Linked DNA regions of Mus musculus: region 1 is linked to region 2. Evidence: chromatin contacts called from public Hi-C data. All regions are on one chromosome and are shown on one strand. The core of a region is the stretch at or near the end of the contact, and the rest is flanking DNA. Distances in the headings are between cores, read along the strand shown. Region 1 has its middle 83 kb from the start of Gm40375. Region 2 holds the start of Ccdc71l (coiled-coil domain containing 71 like).

Region 1 (6,370 bases), core at 2,793-5,292, 100 kb after region 2:
GTGGAAAAAAGACAGCATTTTCAACAAATGGTGCTGGCACAACTGGCAGTTATCATGTAGAAGAATTAGAATTGATCCATTCTTATCTCCTTGTACAAAGCTCAAGTCTAAGTAGATCAAAGACCTCCACATAAAACCAGTGACACTGAAATTTATAGAGGAGGAAGTGGGGAAAAGACTCAAAGATATGGGCACAGGGTAAAAATTCCTAAACAGAACAGCAATGGCTTGTGCTGTAAGGTCAAGAATTGACAAATGGGACCTCATAAAATTGCACAGCTTCTGTAAGGCAAAAGACACTGTCAATAAGAAAAAAAAGGCCACCAGCAGATTGGGAAAGGATTTTTACCAATCCTAAATCTGATAGGGGACTAATATCCAATATATTCAAAGAGCTCAAGAAACTAGACTTCAGAAATTCAAATAACTCCATTAAAAAGGATTCTCAACTGAGGAATACCGAACAGCTGAGAAGCACCTGAAAAAAATGTTCAACATCCTTAATTATCAGGGAAATGCAAATCAAAACAACCTTGAGATTCCACCTCACACCAGTCAGAATGGCTAAGATCAAAAATTCAGGTGACAGCGGATGCTGGCGAGGATGTGGAGAAAGAGGAACACTCCTCCATTGCTGGTGGGATTGCAAGCTTATACAAGTCAGTCTGGCAGTTCTTCAGAAAATTGGACATAGTACTACCAGAAGATCCAGCAATACCTCTCCTGGGCATATACCCAGAAAATGTTCCAACTGGTAAGAAGGACACATGCTCTACTATGTTCATAGCAGCCTTATCTATAATAGCCAGAAGCTGGAAAGAACCCAGATGTCTCTCAACAGATGAATGGATACAGAAAATGTGGTACATTTACCCAATGAAGTACTATTCAGCTATTTAAAAAAAACAATGAATTTATGAAATTCTTGAGCAATTGGATGCATCTGGAGGATAACATCCTTAGTGAGGTAACCCAATCACAAAAGAAGTCACTTCATATGCACTCACTAATAAGTGGATATTAGTCCAGAAATTTAGAATACCCAAGATACAATTTGCAAAACATAAGAAAATCAAGAAGGAAGACCAACATGTGGATACTTCATTCCTCCTTAGAACAGGGAACAAAATACCCATGGAAGGAGTTGCAGAGAAAAAGTTTGGAAGTAAGACAAAAGGATGGACCATCCAGAGACTACCCCACTTGTGGATCCATCCCATAATCAGCCACCAAACCCAGACACTACTGCATATGCCAGCAAGATTTTGCTTAAGGGACCCTGATATAGCTGCCTCTTGTTAGGCTATGCCAGTGCCTGGCAAATACAGAAGTGGATATGCACAGTTATCTATAGGATGGAAACACAGGTCCCCCAATGAAGAAGCTAGAGAAAGCACCCAAGGGGCTGAAGGGGTCTCCAACCCTATAGGTGGAACAATAATATAAACTAACCAGTACCCCCAGAGCTCATATCTCTAGCTGCATATGTAGCAAAAGATGGCCTAATCGGCCATCAGTGGTAAAAGAGGCCCCTTCGTATTGCAAACTTTATATGCCCCAGTACAGGGGAATGCCAGGTCCAAGAATTGGGAGTGGGTGGCTAGGGGAGCAGGGCAGAGGGAGGGTATAGGGAATTTCGGGATTGCATTAGAAATGTAAATAAAGAAAATATCTAATAAAGAGTGTGAACTTATTTCTATTGTGTGTACGTGTGTGAGTGTGTGTGCATGTGCACATGTGGGTGTATGCTTGTGTGCAAGATTTATGTGCACATATGTGTGAGTATTTATGAGGTTAGATCAGATAGGGATGAGAATAGACTAAGGAAAGAAGAAGTGCAAAGACAGGGTCTACGAGTCCTAGGGCAAGCATGGGAGTCAACAGTGGAAACTGGAGTAAGTCAGGGGGAGGAGAGAAAGCTCCCAGAAAGGCACCAATCCCCAAGGTCAAGCGAAGAACATGCTTTACAAAGAGGGAGCACATGCCAAATGCCTGTGCTCGGTCAGATGTGACTAGGTCCAAAAAATGACTGTTGGATTATGCAGTTGGAAGCTCATACACTCATGGCAGAATCAGGCTTATTAGCACTGTGGAGAAACCCAATGACAGTGTAGTCAGCAGAGGTTTGCAGAAGAGACCTGTAGACTGTGGGTAGGACAGTGCTCTCAAGGAAATTGGTCATGAAATTGAGAAAATAAGATAGACACATGGGGATGGAGGTAGAACTGAGACCAAGGCAGGACTTTTTTTTTTTTTAATGAGAGACAACACTTTTGTGGGGTAATAAGGATGGTGATTTGGGACAGAATTGCTTGCAGTAAAGTTGCTGAAAAGGCAAGATTGTCTCCTGTCCAGGGAAGAGCTGAGACATAAGAGGTCTGTCCCCACTAATGATGGACAAAGCAATGTCCATGGGAATGGCTGTAGCTGGGGTACAAGCTGGGGCAATAGGAAGCAATGTTACAAGTTCTTTTCCCTGTAGTTTAGGTTTCTCAATGAAATCATAAGGCAGATGACCAGATTAGAAACAGGATAGGGCTGGGAACAGTAAGAGGTCTGCAAAGGAAGAGTGCCAGGTGTCTCTCCATCCCAGCAGGTACAGACACAGCTGAGAGGAGGGTTATAATGATGCATGCCTTTCCCCGTGCTTTTACTTTTGCCCAGGTGCATCCTCTCAGAATGTCCTGCTTTTATTATTCACTTATTCTTCAACGTCAAGCTGAACTGATGCTTAAGCCTATCAGCATTGGTTAATTACTCCCTCCATGGAGTGATTAAATACTTTGTGTTTCTGTCTGTTATCATAGTAACCACGTTGCAACAATTTGCTTCCCCTTTCCCCGACTGGTCTTTCCTTTGTCTGTCAATTTGACATTTTTCATTTTCAGCATGGTGGGAGGCGCCTGCTTGGCCTACATTGGCTGCCCACTGTATCAATCCCATGAATGAACTGTATGAATCCCATGGAGAGAGCCTAAAGAGTTGGATGATAGAAGAATTGGAATCTACAGAAAATGTGGTGACATCGAGGACCACATTGGCTGCTCTACCAGTTGAGGCAACCTTTGCCTGAGGGTGGGTACTTTAGTGTGGAGTGAAATATACCCTGAGTCTGAAGTGATTTTTAAAAAGTGCTTACTACTGTGGACTTCTTCTTGAAGATAAAAAAGAATACACCCATCTGGAAGCATTTCATGATTGAGAATATACTACATAGTACAAGATATTGCTTTTATAAATCTCTGTTATTAGATGATAACAATGTGAGGAAATTGTACATCTGCAGGAGCACGGACAGTGTAACAAAGGCTGAGTGAGGATGGGTTAAAGATAAAAAGACTACAGCTAGCTTTTTCTCTTTTGGCTTCGTTACTCTTAGAAGTTTCAGTGGAAGATTTTTATCATGAGTTCTTTCCTGTTCCAAGGCCTCTTATTGTTTCTGAGCCAAGAGTTATGATGCGACCTACTTTTTAAGCCATGTGATGTTGTAGATTTAAAGAATTGGCAATTCTGCAGGAGGTAAGGGATGATGAGCTGCTGACCTGACTACAGAAGCCAGGGATCGTTGCTGATGTCATCACGCTTGCGTTGTTAATTGTATGTATCAAGGAGATCAACGTGATGTAACATTCCAATATTCAGGAGACTTCTAACACAGTGGAGACATCAACAATTCTGTGACAACAAAGAGTTAGACCTTGATGTTGGCAGGAAGTTGCTTTTTAAAAATAGTTTTGCTAATTCTTGGTGTTAACTGCTCATATCTATCTCAGTTATCTTTTAACTTTTAAGTTTTTTTTTTTTAAAGACAAGACCATACTGTCTTCTCTCCAACTACTCATTCCCTGGATACCACTCATCATTTTGGAGTTAGATAGACTCTGTTACCTACTCTTCCTCAACTACTGGAAACTTCAACTGCCTGGTGCAGCTTAGTTTCCAAGTTAACTAGCTTTGGGTTCCCACAGTTTTAACCTCCAGGTTCCTTTGAGCGATCTTCTTCTGTGACTGCACTCAACATCACACCCTATTCTCTCAAAGGAACTCAGGCAGCTCAGTGTCTCTCTTACTCCTCAGTTTCTCTCATACCTAGTGGTGGTCCCTAGCACCACCACCCAGGTCTCTTCTGGATCACTACTCTCTTCCCCAACAGCTCCCACTCTCACCTTTCATCATTGATTTGAGTTTCTCTCATACTTTTTCCCTTGTGGCTCCCTTCACCTTTGCCATTCTAGTCTAGACCTCACGATACATCACTCTTTGTCATGTGATGAATCTACTTATAGACCTTAACCCCACCGTCAGCCTTCTCCTTAGTACTTCTGGGTTCATTAAGCTAAGGAGTAAATAACCATTGCATTACAGACCACTTAAGACCACTTAAGATTCTTAAATATCCCAGCTTATCTACTGTCTCCCTCTCACAATACCTCCTTCATATCTCTACTACTTTGCCACTTAAAAAATATACTTTACCAGTTTCCTCAACCCATTTTTGCCTGAGAAATGACTTACATTAGATATAGAACTTAAATGATAGATAAGTTTAAATTCTCACCCAGTCACTAAATGCCACATCCTTCAATTCCCTCCAACTCTTTCACCCTATTTAAGAGAGAGGTCTTCCTTCTCCCACTGAAGACATGCATTCAACCATCATTGTGGCTTAGTACATGCCAATAAGCATTGTGCTACATACTAGGTGTATGAAAGATAGAAAAGAAATTAAAACACAGTAGGTGAAATGTACCTATGAATGAATTATAAAAATTGTAGCTATGGGAATATGAATAGAGTATCAAATGCTGTGGCACTAAATGCTGCCTGATTCAACCTGCACTGAGAGGAGGAAGTGAAGTGCCATATCATGAGGGCCATTCTGACTGGAATATTGCTTGACCCAATATTTAAACAAAGATTAACCGTTAACTAGGGAAGGTTGGGGTTGAAGGAAGGAAACAGGAAAGTCAAAAATTGGAAAGAGAAAGAAAAGGAAGAGGGGGTGGGTAGAATAAGAATATGAAGTTTGATGCATCCCACAAATAACTTCACATTAAACAGTCTCCTCAGTGGTTTATTTATTTATGTATTTAGTCTTCTCATTTTTTAAAAATTTCATTTAGTATATAACATCATTATCTATTTGGTTGCTAGAAGTTCTGATTATTCCCTCTTGTTTCCTTGCCAACTCCTTCACTTGTAATTGCCTAATGTTGATTCTACTGTATCAGCATTTCCTAGGCATCTCTTCTTTCTCTATCTCTGCCCAGGGTTGGTCCAATAGGCTCACAATTGACCCCACCCTTGCACTTTTTCTATAACAATCATTCTAACCTGTACAACTGATCCCATCCCTGCCCAGCCCCAAACTGGCTGTTCCAGCAGGGCAATAAAGACTTTCCTCATACAACCCCTACCCCTCCTGTTATAGTTCTCACTCCCTGGCCATCATGGTATCTCTGGACTCTAGCACATTTTATCAGTACTTTATCATAACTTTTTATTTCAAGTCTCTGAATCTCTCCCCTCATAGGAACAAGAACATTCATGTCACTTTTTTTTTTTTAAGGCAATCTCACTACATTATTCTGACTGGCCTGAAACTCTCCATATAGACCAGGCTGTCCTCAGTTTCCCAGAGATCCAGTGCCTCTGCCTACCATGTGCTGGGATTCAAGTCATGGTCTAGTGTGTCTGGTTCTTATGCCACATTTTAATATACATATTTTTTAATGATAAACAGTTTAATAAAATCATTCGACATGCAGAGTATGTAAGTGCTTATAGTAAAAAAGCATATAAATTCTATGATAAAAATTAGTAAATAATTTAAAGTAGGGTGCATCTTACTACTGATACAACAGCAATAGTAGCTTTATAAATGTTTTACATGTTAAGATTTCTACTTTTTTTTTTTTGAGGCAGGTTCTTACCAAGTTGCCCAGGTTTCCCTCCACCTCAGTTTTCCAAGTAGCTGGGACAACTGGCAGAAGCCGCCGTGCCCAGCCTAGAATTTTTAAATTTATTTATTTTATTTATTTATTTTAACGAGCCTTGTATGCCATAAGAATGATCAAATGTACAGTATATAGTGGTTTATTACTATTGTAAACATTACAACTGCCCACAAATGACATTCTATTACAAACCCTTACTTTATTTTCAGTGATCATATCCCTTATTTCTACATAATATCAAACTAGCTAGCATGTTTTCAAAAGAGCTCTGCTGGATTTGGTGGTGCTTACCTTAATCTTACCATGCAATAAGTGGAGGAATGAAGATGTGAAGTTCAAGGTCGTCCATGGCTAAATAGTTCCTGGACAGACTAGGCTACATGAAAACCTGTCTCAAACCACAAACAAAGAAA
Region 2 (6,979 bases), core at 3,171-5,670:
TGGTTTTAACTTGGCTTGTTCTCAAATCTCTGCCAATCAGAGTTTCAGCTACTATTTCATCAGCTTTTCTCTCTGCCCAGTCCCTTCCAATCTTTCAGATTTCAATGAGGCAAATATCAGACCTCAGCTCTCTAGACCCTGAGGCCTTGTTCAATTAAGTTTTGCCTACTTTCCCTCTGTGGTTAGTGAACTACACCTACTGCGTTATCCTCAAGTTCACCAGGTATTTTTGCTATAGCCCCACCCCTATTCTAATAGTGTGCCAATGGCTGAGTATGTCTTTTTAATGTCTGTTGGATTTTCAATCATAAAATTCCTATTTATAATCTCTGTATTCCATTAATGAGATTTTCTGTTTCCTTTCTATAGCCTTGTTTCTTCACTTGTTTTAGGATGTTCAGTTACTTATTTATTTTTATGACAGCTGCTTTCGCATCTTCGTTGCATGATTCTAACGTCACTCGTATCTTGTTGACACTGATCTTCTTTTCCATTTAGTTAAGAGTGTCTAGTAAAGGATTCCCAACCGGTACGTACGTATTTTAAGGCATTGCATTATGTACTCTGAGTCTTATTTAAAACTCGTTCCGTTGGCTTTGTCTGACGTCCCAACATGGGGAAAAGCTGCCTCAGTATTGGCAGAAAACAGTTTAGTGTTCTTGTTCTGCTTCCAGTGATACTGAGGGGATGGAAGTGGATCTTCATTAAGGGTGGATGGTGGTGGGAATTCTGGCTTCCCACTAGGGTAATGGGGGTAGGGTCTTTGTTGTGGTCTGCACTTGTCTGCATCAACAGGGAGTGGAGATTCATTTTTTATGACCTAGTGAGAGAAACCACCCTGATGCATCTGGATTTCTGCAATGCCATCCCAGAAGAGGTGCATCGAGGTAGGATGAAGATAGGTGGGGTACCTTTTTACAGCCTGGCAAGAGGAGAAGTCATACTTTTTCAACCTATGAATTTTTGTTGTTTTTGTTTTTCCCACTTTCCCAGGCTGGCCCTTCTCTGGTCCCACAGCTAGAGTGAGATTTTGTTGAGGGTTCTTGTGTTTGAGATGTGGGCATTTCTGAATTGTTCGTCTCTGGCACCCAGTTTCAGATATATGTGGAACAGAAACCCAGAGAGCCACACCCTTTTATGGGGGGGCAGCCTGCTCTTTCCACATTTGTCTTTTTGTGTTCATTCAATGTGTGATGCCTAGAGTTTTTATTTGGAGTGTTCAGGAACAATCAGGAAAATACATGATTTCCATCTTCATAGAAGGGGGAGTTTTATCATCTTGGATTATATGGTCTGAATGTATTATACATTACACAGTTTTGGAACACATGGGTGCTTTCAGATCACTTTGTAGAGGAATCTACATTACTTTAAAACGAACATAGTGAAAGTTGTTTTCTTTTTCTTGATAGATCATGCTATAGTCAGCACCATTTAAATTAAAAATTAAATACACATTTAGAATGCTAGAAATAACTTTGTTAGAGACCCAGACTTCAGTCCAGTCACTTTCTGGATTGTTCTGTGGCCTTGGCCAGACCTCTTGGTGTCTCAATATACCCAGATGAATGCAGATTGTTCAATTTGTTAGGTAATCTCTTAAATTTCTTCATAGAACTCTCCTCTCGACTCCTGCCACCACCAGATTTCTAGATTTTCTATAATACAGTGCTTGAAATGTTGGATAATCCAAATAAAATCTTCAAAATTAAATAAGACAAATAAAGGTAGCTATAATTGATTAAATGTTTAACTGTGTTTCAGATACTATAGCATATTTAATATGAATATTACCTAATAAGAAATCTATTGAAGTGTTACATCTCATTTTATAGATGAGAAAATGTATGCTGAAAGGTAAAAAGCAGCATCTAAGAATTCTTAATTGTAAAGATATATTTGGTGCTAAGTCTATTTTATTGCAGAGCTAATGTATATATGTACACCGTATATATACATATATGCATATATACATATATACACATGTAATGTACACACATATATTTTGTAATATATTATACATACACATGTGTATACATTATATACATACATAGATATAATGAACACACACACACACACATACACATATATGAGTTTACATATGTATTTTTTATTATTTTGGCCACCATTCAAGATGCAATTTTAAAGAAGAGAGATATTAAACCGAAGATATTAAAGGTAGAAAGTATTTTTTGTCAAAGTCTCTAGTGACTTTATTTGGCTCAGATTAATTCGTAATGTAGATGCATGGTACATATTTATGTGGCAAGATCCAAAGAGTTTATAGTTAACATGGAAGGGTGAGCATGGCAACATGTGAACTTAGACTGTGTTCTAATTTATTCTTTTCTCTCATGATGAAGCCCTCCCTCCATAGTCTTCTAGCTTACGGTGAGATTGCCTGGGTCCATCTACACAGAAATTGATATTCTATTGTATTCTGACAGAAATTATTCAAATTTCACATTATGTGTTCTCAGAATTACCAAGAGAACTAGCTATGAATACAGTGGTTGCAACGTAATTCCTTCATGAGGAGACAGGAAGCTAGTGATTGTCTATGTAATCTTGTTCTGAGAGGAAGTATGCTTTTCTAGGAAAACGATTTTCTCTTTATAAGGCTGCCATCATTTTGGTACATGGAAAACTGATTCATGGTCACCGTTTTTATTTTTGCCATCAGCCTACTGTGTAGAGTGTGCACTTTAGTATAGGAAAGCAAGTTTCTCTCTTTTATTCTTTTTTTTTTTTTAGCTTTTATTAAAACTAAATAAAATGTTATATGGTTCAAACAAAATATTATCCGTGTCCAGTACAGGACAGATTAAAATTTCCTAGTTGTGGGTGAGAAGTACGATCAGGGGTATACAGCTATGTCTTTTGGTCATGCCACTGAACATGCATAAAGCATTTCTATTTAGTTAGCACAACACAGTGTGGAAGAACCAGCAGTGAAATATAAAGATCTCTAGATTAGGGACATAAAGCTCTATAGCAGCAACCCTGCTGTTAGCAAGCTGTCTTAATAAACTCCTGTGGGTCTAAACTGCCCTCATCTGTGCGACAAGAAGACTGAACCAGGTGTGTCTCAGCTCAAATATTTAAAGGAACTATTTTAACTGTATGCAGATCACAAAAATTTGGCATTGCATTCATTGTGTGCTGCAAAATAAGATACTTACTGAAGAAAATTCTAGCACCAGGACATAGATTTAAAAAAAAAAAACCTTATTTTACAGAAATCTTAGGGGCTGGAGGGTATAGATCACTAGTAGGGTGCAGTCTTCATATGTGTGAAGCTCTGGGTTCTATCCCCAGCAAGGGGAATAATGAAGTTTAAAGGACTTCAAAGAAAATTGCAATATAAATGCAAAATATATAATTACCTTGTTCTAAGCAATTTCAGTGCTGCACTCCATTTCAAACAGGCAGTGCTATTTCATACATCCATTTGGTATGCATTCAACGCCTATTATGTGAATAGGCAGCGAGTTGAGAGTGAATAGAGGAATTGACAAAAAGGATGTCTACTACTGTCTTCCCAAATACAAAAGGTGATTCATTCTTAAGGATGTATTCTTCTCAAAGAATCTTATTGATTACGTGGAATACTACATCAAGGATAGAGATGGTGCTGCGAATGGCAATTTAATACCAACTGAAATGTGGAATAGCACTCTGATTTAAAAAAAATGTTTTCTTTCAGCAGAACAGCTTTGCTGCCATTGCTGTTTGTCCAACTTGAGCAGACTTTTTAGTTCATACAGTATTAACTCTTTTCTTTCCCAGTGACCTGTACCTCCTAAATGTGCCAAGATGGTTCCATTGCCCAGAAGGAAGCTGTCATCAATGCCTGAACTTTTAGTTTTCTTAAAAGATGGGGTCAAGAGAGGCAAAGCATATGAAGATGCCAAAGCAGGATTTGAGACTTTAGAAGGGATTCATGAAATGCCCATCCCTTCTAGTTTATACCCAACTCTCTCAGCTGTTATACTATCAAGTCTTGGGGTTCTCTCTCATTATTCAGACTGGTAGACTTCCCCAGCTCAACCCACAGCTGAACACAATCACCCACGACACCCCCAAACATGGCACTCACACCCACCCACTTCCTTCTCTTGACAGGGCAACCCTCATGGATCCACCCAATGGTTGACTGGCCTTCCAGGGCCTCACCATCACCCACCACAGCCACCATGTTCCACGAACTGGCCTCTCCCCCATCAGTCCCCGCCCCTCACTCGGAGAGCACCCAATGGGAGGAGCTGAGGCCGTGGGAGGCGGGGACTAAGGCGGGCCCATTTAAAGAAAGGCTGAGGGCGAAAGGAGGCAAGAGAAGAGAAGAAAGAGAAGCCAGGGGAGGGGGCGGGCGCCGTCCAATGACAAAGCCCCGGGGTGGGCGCCCGCCGCTGCCGCCATCTTTAGCCCGGCCACAGGACAACCAGCGCGTCCTCCGCCCCGAGGGGGAGGGGCGGCGAGGCGAGAAAAGTAGCGAGCGGCGCCGGGCGGAAGGCGCCAGCACAGGCTAGCAGCGCCGGGCGGAAGGCGCCAGCACAGGCGAGCGCCGCCGAGCCGGGCGCGGACAGGGACGGCGGGCGGTCCCGAGCGGCCTCTGATGCGACGCGGCGTGAAGAGGCGGCGGCGCCGGCCCCGGGCTGCCTGGGGCGGCGGCTACGGAGCGGAAGGAGGGGCCGGGCTGGAGGCGCTGGAGGAGAAGGTGGTGTACTCGCGGTCGCAACTGTCGCTGGCCGGAAGCACGGAGGCGCTGGGCGACGCCTTCAAGCTCTTCATGCCCAGCAGCACGGAGTTCATGAGCTCGGAAGCGGAGCTCTGGAGCTTCCTCTGCAGCCTCAAGCACCAGTTCTCCCCGCACATCCTGCGCAGCAAGGACGTCTACGGCTACTCCTCGTGCCGGGCACTGGTGCCCGACCCCCCGGCGCCCGACAGCCGCCCCGCGCGCCGGCCGCGCCCGCGCGCAACGCCCAGGAGGAGGCGCCGTGGAGCTCGGGCTGCCGCGGACACCCGTAGGCCGCGCCCCGCCGCTGCGGCCGCGGAGCCCGGGCCTCCCGCATCCAGCTTCGGGGGCCGCACCCTGGAGGAGATCTGGAGGGCGGCCACCCCGACGCTGACCAGCTTCCCGACCATCCGCGTCGGCGACGACGTGTGGGGCGAGCGCAGCCTGGCGGTGGCGCGGCGCAGGGCGAGCCAAGTGCTGCGAGTGGACCTGGACCCGGTGGTGAGGCTGCGCCGCTTCCCGGTGCACCGGCTGTGATGCGCGCTGCGGCGCCTCCTGCCGGCCGCCGCCCGGGGAAGCTTCCGCGCGCTGGAACGGACTTATGTCAATGTCAGTCGAATGTTTACAGAACCGGCCCCCTTTGGTGCACTTTATGCGCGAACTAGGCCCCTGGATGCGGTGCGGCGCCGCGGTCCAGGATCGGGACAGGTGCGGCCCCCACGCCCGCGGCCAGACGGGACGGCCGGACCCGCGACAGAAGTCCCTTTGCTTCCCAACCCGGATGGAGACGTCTCCAGAACCTGGAGGGACACGTGCGTTTTCTCCCTCTCGGACTCTACCTCACCGGTCTGGAAGACCTCCGAAGACTTACAAATTTTTTTCTCCAAAGGAATTTTGTTTTCGTGCTTGTGTAATACAGCCAGAATTTTACTTGCTCCTGATTCCCCTTCTGTTTTCTTTTTGACTGTCAGCCCCACTTTCTGGACAGAAGATCGACTATGTTTCCTGGTGAAGTGCTGGTGTACGCTCAGGGTATTCTGAAGGCCACTCGTTTTCTAATTTTTACTGGATTCCAAAGCTTTGATCAAGGTCGTCTTTTAAGAGTTTCAAGCTTATGACTGTTAATGTAAGGATTTGTATGGCTTTGAATTTCATGAGCTCAGTGATTAACAAGAGATGCAAAGTACAACTTTAAAATAAAAGGTTAAGGTGTTTATATATAAAGTTTTATATTGAAAGTTTATATTTACTGAGCTCCTAAGTAAAATGGTAGAATATTCTTTAAAAGTTTTGTTTAAGAAAAAGTTGACTTACTCTATTCATTTAAATTGAATAAAATTGAAGTGTTTTGAACCACATGGCTTGTGATAAAAATTGAATAAATTTTGAAGAAGATGTTGGCTACAAGAATGACTGGAATCCAGTTGGAGGTGTTTGACCTCGCTTCCTGGTGTAACATAATATTCAGGATTGTTAATGGGAAGAGAATTAAGATGGAAGTTGCTTAGGAGAGATCAATACGTGTGGACATTGTGAATAAACAGATAAACAGAATACCCTTTAGAATTCCCAGAATTGTGAATGATCTATAGGGAGGGGCAGGGGCATTTCTTGGTACCATATAACTGGTCAACGTTATTTGGCAGAAAAGTAGATCTTAATTCTTTGTTGTTGAATAACAAGAAATGCCTAAGCTAATACTCATTGTATTTCTGAAAACCATGACAATTGGTTGACAGTTTGTCCTATGAGTTTTCTTTTTCTCTTCTTCCCATTCATCATTGTGTTTGCAATCTTTGATAGCTGAAGGCCACAGGAATCAAAACATGGAGCCACACAGTACTGACCCTTCTTGTACTTGTCCACTTTTATAATAGCGTGTATACCATATGGCCCAGAGTGGAGTTCTTGATTATCCAAGTGCCTTTGGTCATTGGTGGCGGCAAGACTTGGTGGGTTTTTAGCCAGTGGTGCCACAGCCAGCTTTTTCTGCAATACCTAAAGGGTCAAATAGTGTTTTTTCTACCACTGTTATTTCAGATTTAAGTGTTCTGCCATGGGACATTCCTACAGGGCTGGAACTTATTAAGCACTCAGCACTAAGGTTTATCTCTGCTTGGCAGTTTCTGAGAATAATGACAGTTGCAGTTTTGACTCTTGTGTTTCTAGAATTCAACGGCATAGCTTTCTGAATTAAGTATTTTAAGTTTTTAATAGTTCATGAAAAGAGCTGTGAGTTTAATT

Evidence for each region. A called contact is a pair of places that touch in the nucleus more often than the background predicts.
Region 1: a Hi-C map of group 2 innate lymphoid cells shows a contact between it and region 2, with 1.9 times the contacts expected there. The contact joins the enhancer-like site here to the promoter of Ccdc71l in region 2. A contact is called at or near these places in 1 of 39 promoter capture datasets (the 3T3-L1 cell line), 1 of 15 datasets of contacts at CTCF or cohesin (CD8 T cells), 7 of 484 Hi-C or Micro-C datasets (the HPC-5 cell line, the HPC-7 cell line, double positive thymocytes and 3 more), 4 of 115 datasets of contacts at active chromatin or transcription factors (CD8 T cells, bone marrow-derived macrophages and heart atrium) and 2 of 9 other capture datasets (adipose tissue and macrophages).

Annotation. Positions count from the first base shown.
Region 1 is chr12:32,477,664-32,484,033 of GRCm38.p6, forward strand. It overlaps the pseudogene Gm17820. Among named protein-coding and RNA genes, the nearest start is that of Gm40375, 83 kb to the left of the region's middle. Within about 2 kb of position 4,043, at least 19 of the 459 cell types and tissues checked have an H3K27ac peak or open chromatin away from gene starts, as enhancers often do. A contact at or near this core is called in double positive thymocytes, group 2 innate lymphoid cells and megakaryocyte progenitors, where this site is marked.
Region 2 is chr12:32,374,369-32,381,347 of GRCm38.p6, forward strand. It overlaps Ccdc71l (coiled-coil domain containing 71 like), which reads left to right and starts at 4,421. Exons shown (of 1, transcript NM_001162903.1): 1 at 4,421-6,979. The coding sequence starts at 4,616. The coding sequence ends at 5,272.